Regions from separate parts of the Danio rerio genome. Here region 1 is linked to region 2. A link is a contact called in public Micro-C data. All regions are on one chromosome and are shown on one strand. Each heading gives the region's core, a stretch centred on a gene start, on an enhancer-like site or on the middle of the called end of the contact. The rest is flanking DNA. Distances are from core to core; before and after follow the strand shown. Region 1 overlaps atp2a3 (ATPase sarcoplasmic/endoplasmic reticulum Ca2+ transporting 3). Region 2 overlaps zzef1 (zinc finger, ZZ-type with EF hand domain 1).

Region 1 (3,505 bases), core at 987-3,486, 140 kb before region 2:
TTAAACACGTTCATCTTCTCCACCAGCGTGGTGAGTGCGGTTTCCGTGGCTTCTCCCACTTTCTCATACACTCCTTTGGCCTGTGGTACAGAATAAGAACATAAGTGTGTAAACAAAATATACAGTACTGGTATATTCATTTTAAACACAAGCCTGGAGTCAAGCACCCACTTTTGAAATGATAGTTGCTTTGCACTTTAAATGTCAAACGAAAGCAATAAAGCAAATAAGCAAGTAAAAAGCAATGCAACCTCATACTGTATAACTGTATAACATTAAAATTAGGGGTCAGTCAATTTGGTCACACTTTATTTTGATGGTCTGTTTGTTGAATTTAAGTTACATTGCAACTAATTGTCATTGTCATTGATGGTTTTTACCATCAAAATTGTTACATTTTTAAACATCAAAAGTGTTACCGTCAATTTTCATGTCATTTTAAGTAGTTTTGAAGATTGAAAGAGGATTTTAAAAAGGAAAAAAAATCCATATCAAGATTTTGATGGTTAGGTAAACAGTTAATAAATTGCATATGTTTGATGAAAATAAATGAGGAAAATCCATGTACATTAATGCTCAGATAATGCTCACTAAGGCTTTATTTAATTGACAAAATAGACATACATATGTAAAAACAGTCATCTAAAATAATAATTTCCATTATTTCTTTTAATTATTATTAATATATTTTATAAAATAAATATTTTTCCTGCATAAACTGAATTTTCAACATCATTACTAAAGTTTCAATTCCACATGATCCTTCAAATGTCATTTTAATTTCCTGTTTGGTTCATAATAAACATTTATTATTATTTGATTTGGTTTTCAGACTACATGATTAATAAAATGTTAAATAGGTCAAGATACAAATTTATGTAACATGTTTATATTGTCACTTGTGCTAAATTAAATTTGAATTGGAAAAAAAAAGACATCAAAATTTTAGTGATCATTATTTGTTAATGCAAATCATTTCAAAGTTCAAAGATTTTAATTTAGTTTAATTGTAAGTACCAATCTTTAGAATTTACAGATTTCACTTATTAAAGTTTGTAATGCACCAACGAAACCAAAAACATAAAGTGATTTAACATGTGGAACATTTTAATTAGATGTAATAATCAAGGCAGCACAGTGGCGCAGTTGGCTAGCACAATCGGCTCACAGATAGAGGGTCACTGGTTCGAGCCCCGGCTGGGTCAGTTGGCATTTCTGTGTGTAATTTGCATGTTCTCCCCGCATTCCTGTGGGTTTCCACCGGGTGCTCTGGTTTCCCCCACAGTCCAAAGACATGTGGTATAGGTGAATTGGGAAGGCACAATTTTCTGTAGTGTGTGTGTAAATAAGTTTTGTGTGAAAGTTTCCCAGTGGTGGGTTGCAGCTGGAAGGGCATTGGCTGTGTAAAACATGTGCTGGGTAAGCTAGTGGTTCATTCCACTGTGGCGACTTTTTTTTTTTACCAGTAAATATTTTAGAATGCACAATGAATATTCAAACTGATATTTCCTATAGAATTGGTTTACAGCTATTTACTGTAGATAACGTTTGGTAAAGATATTGTAAAAACAGTGAAAGCATTAACTAACTACTTAATGAAATCTTGTAATTTATTAGTTACACTATTTATTCAATAAATATTTATGAACTTATGTTTATGATTAGATCATTTTAGCTAAGTTCAATCCATTAACAAATATTTTTTAAAGAATGTGTTATAAAAAAAGAAAGATTTAGATTCACAAATGATTTTGAACTGTTTTCATTGTTAGTTCATATTTATTAATGTAGTTAAACAATGTTCATAAATGAAGCTTTGTTATAGCCTGTTAGTGGTTTATTTTAAATTTTCATGACTTCCAAAACCATCTATCTCTCACAGTTTATTCAAGCCTCTAAAGTTCACAGTTCACTTCATGACTCTCTCTTTAGAAATATTTGCATTATTCCAGGAAGGAGTCTGCTGTGGTAGAGGAACATGACATTTGATCAGATAGTGAACCATTTATCATATTTATCAAAACATGGCCGGAATACACTGAGAGTACAACTGTGTTCAAACACCTCGCTAGTTACAACAACCAGTGCCATTTATTATTACTCTAGCGATGACCTTAAACTCTTCAACATTAGATCAGAGCTTCCTTCAACAACAAAAACACGTTTTAAAAATCTCCGGCTTGTCTTAACTTGCGGCTGTCCTTTACCCAACCTGACAACCACAGAGTATAAATGATATTACGTAACGCTGTAAACACGATACCATGGCAATGGCACAGAGGTGAGAAATGCAAGGCAGAGGTACAAAACAAGCAAATTAATAAGCTGTCGTTCAGCAGAGTGAACACTTCTAAGAGCAGAACAGGACTTGAAAATACCGAATGAGGCACATTGTTGAAACCAGAAAGGTAAATATTGTAAGGAGAAGATTCAAGCACACGTTACTGACCTCATTATAGTCCAGCGAGGAGTCGTTGCACAGGGAGCAAATAGTAGCCAGTTCCACCAGGCCATCATAATCTCCACACTGCACCTGCTTGTCAGCTTTCAGCCTGAGCGAGACACAGTCAATGCAAGATCAAGTGATGGAAATACAAAGTTAGTATCCAGGATTTTGGGTCGAACTGAGCAGATATTTTGGGAAGGATGAGAATGTGTGTGTTTGTGTACTCTTACACTTCTCCCTCTGGAGCGTATGTTGAGCCGCTGATGGTGAACTCGTGCAGGGAGCAGCTGCTGTCATCAGCTTTATTGACCACAAACATCTAGAGGAGACACCAGAGAGAGGAGATGCACTTCAGGATTCGCTCTTCTCTTGGACAATCAATCTACTGTATTTGACTTTTTTCAACCCGTTGTTCATGATGATTCGAAAAGGATCTCATATCTAAATTATTTTAAGGAGACTACACTCGTAATATCAAGATGATTCAATATTTTGTGTTATTTGAACATAAATTGAGGTTGAATAAGGATGATCCACTGACCAGAAAAGTCACCAGCCTTTTTGGGACCAAAACATGCATTTGTTTGTTTGTTTGTTTATTTTAAACAACGATAAAATAGTTTGGGTGAAAGTTTTGTCAATTCATTTTTGAAACTTGTTCAAAGTGTTCAAAGTGATCAATGGCTTGTAGGGAGTAATATTTTAAAAAATGTTTATGTAAAATAAATAGTAATTTGTTAAATAAATTAAATGCTTTTAATATATTTTTTTTAAAATATATTTTGATCCTTTGATGGTGGAGTTGAATTTTAAGCAGCCATTACTTCAAACAAAAGTTTAGTGTTAATAATATATTGATAACAATGATAACAATAAAGATAATTCTAATAATGATGATGATTTTGATGACAATATTATTAATAATAATAATGAGGATGGTGATGATTATAATAATAATAATAATAATGATAATAATAATAATCATAATATATATGACAATAATTATAATAATGATAATAATAATAATGATAGTAATGATAATAATCATAATGATGATAA
Region 2 (3,713 bases), core at 759-3,258:
CAGTATGTCTAATAATATTTTTTCTTCTGGAAAAAGTCTGATTGGTTTTATTTCAGCTAGAATAAAAGCAGTTAAGTTTTTAAAAGCCATCTTAAGGTCAAAATTATTAGCTCCTTTAAGCTTTATTTTTTTTCGATAGTCTACAGAACAAACCATCGTTATACAATAACTTGCTGCTAAATGACTAAATGTAAATGATTACCCTGACCAGCCTAATTAACCTAGTTAAGCCTTTAAATGTCACTTTAAGCTGCATAGAAGTGTCTTGAAAACATCATCATAGCAAAGATAAAATAAATCAGTTAATAGAAATGAGTTATTAAAATTTTTATGTTTAGAAATGTGTTAAAAAAAACTACTCTCCACTAAACAGAAATTTGGGGAAAAAATAAACAGGAGGATAATAATTCATGGGGGGCCAATTATTCTGACTTCAACTGTAAATAAAATATATATTAAAAAGCAGTTATGTAACTTGATGTATAAACAATACATACTGTAACAAGGTTGACAAGGCTAATGCATACTCATACACTGACTGGCAAGAATTAGCCATATGCTGTTAAAATGAGTGCATTACCTCTTGATGACGGGCAAATAACCGGACTAGAAATGCCAATATTGATGACAAATAGTAAAATGAACAAGCTCAGCATAAACTTCAAAACTTCAGGGGAAGTTTGCATACAGGTATCATCATTCATTGCCAGTTGAATTTGACATTGCCTCCTATTTATATGTTTAAATTTTAATGTTGTTTTTGTCAGTTTAAAAATATACTACTGAAAAGGTAAGCATGAATAAATTATGTTATAGACAAAAGTTAGAGAATCTGGGGGTCACCAAGATTTATTTTTAAGGTTAATTATTTGCAGTTCCAACTGAGGATCAGAATGGGGAAGAAATGTGATTTAAGTCACTTTGAACATGGCATGGTTGTTGGTGCCACACAAGCTGGTCTGAGTATTTCCGAAACTGCAATTCAGGATTTTCACGCACAACTATCTCAAGGGTTTACAGAGAATGGTCTGAAAAAAAAGAGAACATATCTAGTGAGCGACCGTTCTGTGGCCACAAATGCCTTGTTGATGCCAGAGGTCAGAGGAGAATGGCTGGAAAAGGCTGGTGGTGGTGTAATGATGTGGGGGATATTTTCTTGGCACACTTTGGGCCTATTAGTATCAATTGAGCATTGTGTCAACGCCACAGCCAACCTGAGTATTGTTGCTGACCATGTTCATCCCTTTATGACCACAATGTACCCATCTTTTGATGGCTACTTCAGGCAGGATAACGTGCCATATCATAAAGCGCGAATCATCTCAGACTGGTTTCTTGAACATGACAATGAGTTCACTGTACTCAAATGGCCTCCACAGTCACCTGAACTCAATCCAATAGAGCACCTTTGGGATTTGGTGCAACGCAACTTTTACATCATGGATGTGCAGCCGACAAACCTGCAGCAACTGAATGATGCTATCATGTCAATATGGACCAAAATCTTTGAGGAATATTTCCAGTACCTTGTTAAATCTGTTACGAAGGATTGAGGCAGTTCTGAAGGCAAAAGGGGATCCAACCCAGTACTAGGAAGGTGTACCTAATAAAGTGGCCGGTGAGTGAGTGTGATGTGTGTGTGTGTGTGTTTATTAATGTTCACCTGAATAAATAAAATAAAAACTTTCAATAGTCTGCAGTAAACCGCAAACTTCTAATTTAAATCAAAACATCCATTTAGGCACCACATCAGCTATATTTCTGAATTAAATGACACTGAAGACTAAAAATTCAGCTTAATACATTTATAATAACTTTCCTAGTAAAAGTTTTAAATGTTGTACCGTTGCATTGTATTACAGCAGCCCGTCACACAACACTTCAATTCTACAGCAAAGAAAACGGCATCTAGACATCTGAAAACTCATCTCACTGAAGACTGTGGAGCGGCTGCCGCTTTTGTCATGTCACAGCACATTCGAAACCACTTCCTCTGCGAAGGAGGGGCTTTTATCATCCCGCAGAAATGAGTATTACTACACAACAAGAGAGGAAGACAGAGCAAGTCTGAACTTCTTATCAGTTTTTTTTTTCTTTCCGCCTCAAAACTGTGCAACAGCTGAATATTCACATGCTGAGTTTTCTGATCTCATCTTCCAGTGTTGCAGTGCTGAAAATCAACAATGGAAATCTTACAGTCAATTCTGAGAAGTGCAGTGGTTGTGGGAGAGATTAAGGCTTTTCATAATAATTCACTCAACACTCGCACAAAACACTCACTTCAGCCATTTGCTTGTCAGTCCTCCAGACTAATGCTCACTTAAACATTCCCCATTCAAACACACACACAAACCACTTGACGCTCATGCTGCTAAAAGAGATTATGGCTCAGTGATGAAAGGTTATTGTCATAAAATCTTTCCTGAGTCATTCACTCAGGCGTTATACGGTAGTAGTGGTTAAAATATAGATCATTTACTGGATGTTCAGAATTTGTGTGGCTATACTGTGTTCTTGAAAAACCTTTTTGGCTTATTCTGAATACAAGTAAGAGTGTTATTGCCATCTAGTGCTCGGTTTTTCTCTGTCACACTCTTAATGAAGCCACTCATTCACATGTATGAATTCTTTCCATTATATAAATCAAAGTGAGACATCATTTATAAGTAGTAAAACTTCACCATTATAAAAAAAACGAGAATAAAATGAATTGTTTGGACATTTGTACAATACGATAGTCTTTTAGTGGATGTATTATGACACTTTGTTTACCAAACAAGTGGTTCTAATTGGATCTGCTCTGTAAATCTTAAAAGTTAAGAAACAATTTTTTTTTAATTGTTAATTTGTTTTGCTATTCTATAAAACATTCAGCATAATTCTGCTGATTTAAATTTAGTATTATTTTTGAAACAAAATGTATCAAATTGTCAAAAATGTCTGTAGATTTTTACTGACCGTGTATATACACTCACTGGCCACTTTATTAGGTAAACCTTAGTACCAGAGTTGGACCCCCTTTTGCTTTCAGAACTGCCTTAATTTCTCGTAACATAGGTTCAACAAGGTACTGAAAATAACCCTCAGAGATTTTGGTCCATATTTACATGATAGCATCATGCAATTGCAGTAGATTTGTCGGCTGCACATCCATAATGCGAATCACCCTTCACCCACATCCCAAAGGTGCTCTATTGGATTTAGGATCTGGTGACTGTGGAGGCCATTTTAGTACAGTGAACTCATTGTCATGTTCCCGAAACCAGTCTGAGATGATTCACACTTTATGACATGACGTGTTATCCTGCTGGAAGTAGCCATCAGAAGATGGGTACATTGTGGTCATAAAAAGATGGACATAGTCAACAACAACACTCAGGTAGGCTGTGGTGTTGACACGATTGATACTATTAGGCCATAGGTGTGCAAAGAAAATATCCCCCACACCAGTATACCACCAACAGCCTGAACTGTTGATAAAAGGCAGGATGGATCCATGCTTTCATGTTGTTGGTGCCAAATTCTGTTCTCTGTTAACTCTAGATGGTTGTGCGTGAAAACCCTAGTAGATCAGCAGTTTCTAAAATACTTAGACCAGACCATCTGGCACCAACAACCAACCCCTTAAATCATCTTTCTTCTCCATTCTGATGCTCGGTTTGAACTGCAGCAGATGGTCTTGACCATGTCTACATGCCTAAATGCATTGAATT

What was found. A called contact is a pair of places that touch in the nucleus more often than the background predicts.
Region 1: a contact with region 2 is called in a Micro-C map of caudal fin, with 19 times the contacts expected there. The contact joins two enhancer-like sites. A contact is called at or near these places in 3 of 18 Hi-C or Micro-C datasets (caudal fin, hematopoietic stem cells and an unstated tissue) and 1 of 4 datasets of contacts at active chromatin or transcription factors (caudal fin).

Annotation. Positions count from the first base shown.
Region 1 is chr5:31,858,897-31,862,401 of GRCz12tu, reverse strand. atp2a3 (ATPase sarcoplasmic/endoplasmic reticulum Ca2+ transporting 3) reads right to left here. Exons shown (of 21, transcript XM_692016.11): 9 at 2,677-2,765; 10 at 2,450-2,552; 11 at 1-80. Among named protein-coding and RNA genes, the nearest start is that of atp2a3, 77 kb to the right of the region's middle. Within about 2 kb of position 2,236, at least 3 of the 62 cell types and tissues checked have an H3K27ac peak or open chromatin away from gene starts, as enhancers often do. A contact at or near this core is called in caudal fin, where this site is marked.
Region 2 is chr5:31,717,191-31,720,903 of GRCz12tu, reverse strand. The region is part of intron 52 of zzef1 (zinc finger, ZZ-type with EF hand domain 1); the gene reads right to left. Among named protein-coding and RNA genes, the nearest start is that of zzef1, 64 kb to the right of the region's middle. Within about 2 kb of position 2,008, at least 17 of the 62 cell types and tissues checked have an H3K27ac peak or open chromatin away from gene starts, as enhancers often do. A contact at or near this core is called in caudal fin, where this site is marked.